Linked DNA regions of Mus musculus: region 2 is linked to region 1. The links are chromatin contacts, called in public promoter capture Hi-C maps. All regions are on one chromosome and are shown on one strand. Each heading gives the region's core, a stretch centred on a gene start, on an enhancer-like site or on the middle of the called end of the contact. The rest is flanking DNA. Distances are from core to core; before and after follow the strand shown.

What was found. Promoter capture Hi-C pulls out the DNA fragments that hold promoters and counts their contacts.
Region 2: a contact with region 1 is called in a promoter capture Hi-C map of hippocampal neurons, with 3 times the contacts expected there. The contact joins the promoter of Zfp185 here to the promoter of Haus7 in region 1. A contact is called at or near these places in 7 of 39 promoter capture datasets (the 3T3-L1 cell line, the C10 cell line, cranial neural crest and 3 more), 2 of 115 datasets of contacts at active chromatin or transcription factors (extraembryonic endoderm stem cells and stem cell-derived neural progenitor cells) and 2 of 9 other capture datasets (adipose tissue and liver).

What each region holds. Positions count from the first base shown.
Region 1 is chrX:73,457,604-73,460,526 of GRCm38.p6, forward strand. Haus7 (HAUS augmin-like complex, subunit 7) reads right to left here and starts at 1,426. Exons shown (of 10, transcript NM_028633.3): 1 at 1,232-1,426; 2 at 371-486. The coding sequence starts at 1,336.
Region 2 is chrX:72,985,988-72,988,851 of GRCm38.p6, forward strand. Zfp185 (zinc finger protein 185) reads left to right here and starts at 1,352. Exons shown (of 19, transcript NM_009549.3): 1 at 1,352-1,532.

The sequences.
Region 1 (2,923 bases), core at 176-2,675:
GAAAAACCTCTGTTCTTTGCAAGTTGGGGTAGAAAAGAAGGGAAACAATCTAGAAGGCCCGTTTCTGTCACTGGGTTTCTGGGCAACGTCCCTCTCTGATCATCAGGTGCTGTCCAAGCTGACAGTAATCAGAGCTCAGTGACAAGAACCACATCATATAGCCTCAACACAATCAAAAGCCCAGGAGGCCTGGTGCAGAAAGGGCTTTCATTAAAGTCCATCTTGTACTGCCAGGGCCACCTCCCCACCATCTTGGTCATGGCTCAGTTAGCTTTCCTGGAGCTGGCTTGGTTATGGGACCCTCTAAAATGACACATTCCCATCTCCCCCAGAAGACACTTCATGGAAAGGAAAGAACAAAGAGCATTACCGTATACACATCCATTCCAGTATGTCCAACCGGTACTTTGAGGGCCTACACAGCAGCTCCATAATTGTCTTTGGTTCTGTAATATACAGGCCGTCGAGGAAGGGGCAGTTTACACCCTAAACAAGGAAAAGGCAAGTCAGAGGAAGCCGGTTACTGTGGGGTGGCTAAGCATTTCTATCAGTTTGTGCCCCTTCCTGGCCTTGTCAAAAGTTCAAGTCCCTCATCTTCACCCTACATTTGCTCCTGTGACTTGCTGCCCCACCACTTTTAAGTGTGTTCCCTCTGGGTTTCACGGCCATAAAACTAGGAACATGCCTGAGAATGGGTTAAGAAGACTACGATTAAATCTGAGGGGCAGTGGAGGGAGACTGAAAGTGATCACTGAGTCAGTAGCAAGGGGAGATGGGAGGGAGGTTAGCAAGGGGTTCAATGGGCCTGGGATAGCTCCCTAACTTTACACGGTCATGCTCCTCACTGCTGCATGTACCTTAAACCCACCTGGAGGTCACTGTCTCTGACCCAACAAAACGGCAAGGTGTTCAGCCCATCTGTCCCCTCAAACCCAACTCCACCCACTTCCAGCTCTTTGAGATTGGGGCCCGCGTTCTCCATTTTTCATGGGCTCCAAGTCCCCAGCCTCAATCTTGCAATGGTCTGTTGGAACAGCACGAGCAGAGGTCCGAGGACTCCAAAGACCTAAGACAGATGGTCCGCAAGTCGCCCCCCCCCCCAAAGCTTTGCCAGGGCCTGCCACTGTGGACCCCTGTGGTGCGGTCAATGTCCACAGGAAGCTCCAAATGGCACTGGGACGGGGCCCCACCTGGTCCCCTATCAAGGAGCGGTTCCCCTGGCTCACAGTACCTTCAGCTTCTCGAACACCTCTACAGCTGCCTTGACCACGCAGTCATCACCCACATCTTTGTAGTAGCTGTCATCAGACCCGGCACCGGCACCCTCCTCCGCCATGTTTCGCGCTCTGAACTACAACTGGTTCACGCCCCCCAAGCTTACAGGCCGCCGCCACACTGCTAAAAGCTCACCAGTTTCTTAGGTCTCTCCGCCCACCAACCCGCGCGGCAGGAGCGAAGCCAACCATCGGGACGGGCGTCACAAAGGCCCACCCTCTTTTCCAACAAGCCTTCCCATTGGGCTGCCGCTCTGTCACTGCCTGCGCGCACCTCAGGGAGCAGGGTGCAGAGAAGAGGGTTGGGCGAGGATAGGACAGAGGCGGGCTAAAGGCGGGGCTGGAGGGGAGAGGCAGAGAGGAGGAGGCGGGCCGAGTAGGACTTAACCAAAAGCTGAGTAGCTCCTTTTAGAGGCAGAAGTGAGGGACTCAAAGAGGTCGGGCTCATCCAGGAGGAGGCGCTCCTACCTTGTTCAGGTTCTCTTTGGCAGTAGATGGATCCTGACTGATGAAGGCAAGCTTTGATAGAAAAACTAAGACCATTTCTCGGCCCAAAGTTCTGTCTTGTCTCCTTTGCACACAAAGTCAGAGGGAAAGTTCTTAAATTCAAATCTGGCTCTGCCAATCACAGGCTGTGTGACTTTTGTTTTGGTTTGTGTGGTCTGTTTTGTTTGGAGAACTTTGAACCAGGATTTGGCTTTGTAGCCCAGACTGACTTCAAACTTGTGATCCTCCTGCCTCAGCCTTCAATGCACTGTGATAACAGGTAAGCATTACCACACCCAGAAAACTTTGGGCCAGTTACCTAACCTCTCTGTGCTTCCTTGCCCTCAAATAAATGTTGGATAATGAGAGCACCTACTTCATTGGTTTACAAATGAAGATGAAAAGAAGCAATCATTTCTATGAAATTCCTAAGGTGAAGTCTGACAGGTAAATGTTCATTGTTATCATTATGCTGACCAGGCCCCACATCTCCATCCTACCTTTGGCTTTCATGGATGCTCTTGTGTCTCATTCCCACTCAGTCCGCTTAAAAATCTCTCTGTAGCCGGTTGTGGCGGCACACGCCTGTAATCCCAGCACTTGGGAGGCAGAGGCAGGCGGATTTCTGAGTTTGAGACCAGCCTGGTCTACAGAGTGAGTTCCAGGACAGCCAGGGCTACACAGAGAAACCCAAGAAACCCTGTCTCAAAAAAAAAAAAAAAAAACTCTGTATCTCAGATTCAGTGAGAGGCCCTGTTTCAAAAAGTAAGATGTCTCAGCCATTAAGAAATCTTAATGGCTGGTGCTCTTGCAGAAGACCCAGGTTTAGTTCCCAGTACCCATGTGGCAGGTCACAACCAGCTATAACTCCTGTTCCAGAAGACCCAAAGCCCTCTTCTAAACTCCTTGAACACAGCATGCATATGGTGCATAGACATAAATGCAAATAAAGACGCATGCACATAAAAATAAATATTTAAAAATAATGTAGAGAACAACTGAAAAAGATACCCAACAATGACCTTTGGCCTGTATACTCTCACATACTCTTCCCATATATATGTGTGGGAACGCGCACACACACACACACACACACACACACACATAGGGAGAGTTGTTGCTAGCAGGCAACTGAAGTCCTCTAACTGGAGAGGTCTCTCAGT
Region 2 (2,864 bases), core at 102-2,601, 470 kb before region 1:
GGGTACTGCAGAGAGTATGAGTGCAGGAACAAAGGTCTGAGGTATGAGGGCACAGAAGTAGTCAGAAGACATGGGGAAGCCGGGGAGATTACAGTGGAGTGCTGGGGTGGCTGGTCTTACAGACAGAGGTTGAACACAGTCAAACATTAGGCCTTCTAAAAGCATCTGCTTTCATTCCAACAACAACCAGAAGCTGTAGGAAAGCGCTCTAAGCAGCTAGCATCTGGTCATATACCCAGTGAAGCTGCATGCATACTGTGTGATGGCTGAAATGGGAAGGGCGATAAGTCACAGGAAAACACGACAGTGAGTAGATTTGAGGGCCACTGCTGTAAAATTGGCAACAGGACTTTAATCTTTCTTTTTTCCTTTTTTTTCTTTTCTTTCCTTTCCTTTCTTCTTCCTTCCTTCCTTCCTTCCTTTTTTTCTTTCTTTCTTTCCTTCTTTCTTTCTTTCTTTCTTCCTTCCTTCCTTCCTTTTATCTTTTCTTTTTCTTTCTTTTGTAGTCTATCATTTTGATCATTTTTTGTGCACACTGGCTTAACTCTCTCCTCTATTGAAAGGACTTCTCTGACCTCACAGTGAGGGTTAGGAGCCTTTGTTGGATGTTCGACACCCCTACTACATTCTCACACTTCGTGCCTTTCACACATTACATATCCAAAAACTGTGAATGAATGTCATTTATTAAACCGAATGTGTGTGTCTTCCGACATGCCCTGAGAGGTAGTCCTGTTTTGCCTACCTGCCGGCTCCAAAAATGACCTTCCAGGGTACAAGTTTTCCCAGGCGCCAGACAGAAGTTTCTTGCTCACTTTTTTCTCCTATGCCTGACTTCCTGCATGATCTCAGCCATCAGTCCGCACCCCCCTGCCCCCAAGCCTGGTCCTTTCCCCGCCCCTGTCTGGGATCTCCATCTGTAAAATGGATCTAGGCACAGTAGTTCTCGACAGAACTGACCCGCCAGCATCTGTGGAAGTCGTTGGCCCAGAGCCTGGCCAGATCTCGCCGGGCGCAGGCAGGGACGCCACTAGTCAGCGAGGGCCCTTCATGTGGTGGAGTCCTCCTGGCCCCAGGGCTGGGAGCCCAGAGGAATTAGCCTGGAAGTTTTCCATAGCGGCAAAACTTTTTGGAGCTCGCTCTGAGCTGGGTGAGGGGAGCCCCAGCCTTGATTTCTCCAGCAGCTCCATTGGGCGGAGCAGGGAAGGGGTGGGAGGACCGAGGACACCGGCTGGAGAATGTGCGGAATGTGCCAGGCGCATCTACCTACCCCAGGAGAGGGCAGAGGAAGGGGGCCGGCCGAGGGGAGGGGCGAGGGGCGAGGCTCCCAGCAGCCGGAGAAAACCTGTTTGTTCTCGGGCGGGCGGAGCCCAGTCCGTGCCTCTTCGTTGCCCCGCGCGCTTCCCACTGCGTACCGCTTCCCGCGCCCGCTGACGCGGCCCGGCTGGGTTCAGTGCTGCCCACCCGAGGGAGCCCGCGCACCACGCCTGTCCGACCCTCTGCCCGTCACACAAGCCGGGCACCTGTACCAGGTAGGGTTGTTGAGTCGCCGTCCTAAAGAAGTGGCTCGACCACCGGGAGGCTACAAGGAGCACCCAGTTCGTGTCCTCCTGGACACAAGCCAGGGCCTCAGTTTCCCTACCAATAATTCATACTCGCTCCAAGCATCCCTCTTCGGAATCCCGTCAGGGAGGCAGTGCCCTCGGTTTCTGCTTTTCACCGCGAGTGAAGAGACAGGCAACGTTCCTCAGAGTGTCCAACAAAAGCAGGTGGCTCTCTGGCTGGTCTAGTCCCTCTGACCTACTCATTTGTGGATGAGACCGATTGTTAGTAGACTGCCAGCGGGGATGGGGCAGGGTGAGCCTAGAATTGGTGTGTTGCAAGCATCACAGAATTCCACATCCTTAGTAAAATGTGCCCATTTTATAGATGAGGAAACTGAGGTACAGAGGCAAGCTTACTCAATAATCCCCTCACTGGCCTGGAGCCCAGAGCAAAGGGACTTAATGGTGGTTTGTGATAGACATGTACTGGTCACTGGGCGACCTCAGGGCTGGGAAGGGAGCTGCTCATACTCAGACAGAAGGCGCCGAATCAAGTGTCACTGTGGTGTTATCAGCGGGATCTGCTGTGCACAGTCTCTGTAACTGGATTGTTTGTGTGGGAGCAGGGGAGAGCCAATAGCCTCATCCTCTTTGCAACTGCTTAGTGATAGCTTGGCCTCTGAGAAAGGTTGGAAACGCAGATCCTCCTGTCGGCCATGCCACTTCCTTCTGTACTGTGGCACCTGGCAGCTCCACTGAGTAAAAGGAGAAGCCTATCAGGCCCACCTTCCCCTCCAAGGCTGTGGAGTCTATAAAGTATGTTGGGAGTTGTGTTCTCCACAAGCCATTGGTACTGACTCTTGACATTAAGGTAGGTGGTGACACCTGCTCTTGGTCTTGTCTTGCTCTCATGGTTCTTTGGATTTCTAGTCATGGGCAGGAAGCAGGTTTCCACAGGCTGATAAACCTGAATAATGGTGAGGGGCTCTGAACTGGAGAGCTGCAGTAGGAAGCTTATGAAGTTCTTATTTTCCCATGGCCTCAACTGGCTCTTCTGCACAAACAGTGCCAGTTTGGGTGGGTGCCAACAGATCTCCAGGGTACAGGTACAACTTACTGGAGGCCTTTCGAGAATGTGCTGTCCATCGCCTTCAGCCCACTCACTACAAGATTGGAAGGAACAGAACCATCCCATCAATTATCAGTGCTGACCGAGGCTGTGCACTCAGTGGAGCAGAACTGATAGAAGGTGCCTAGGTCAAAGCTAAGTACACAGCAGATGCTCAAAATCTGTTCCTTTTCCTCCTCTGGGCACTCATG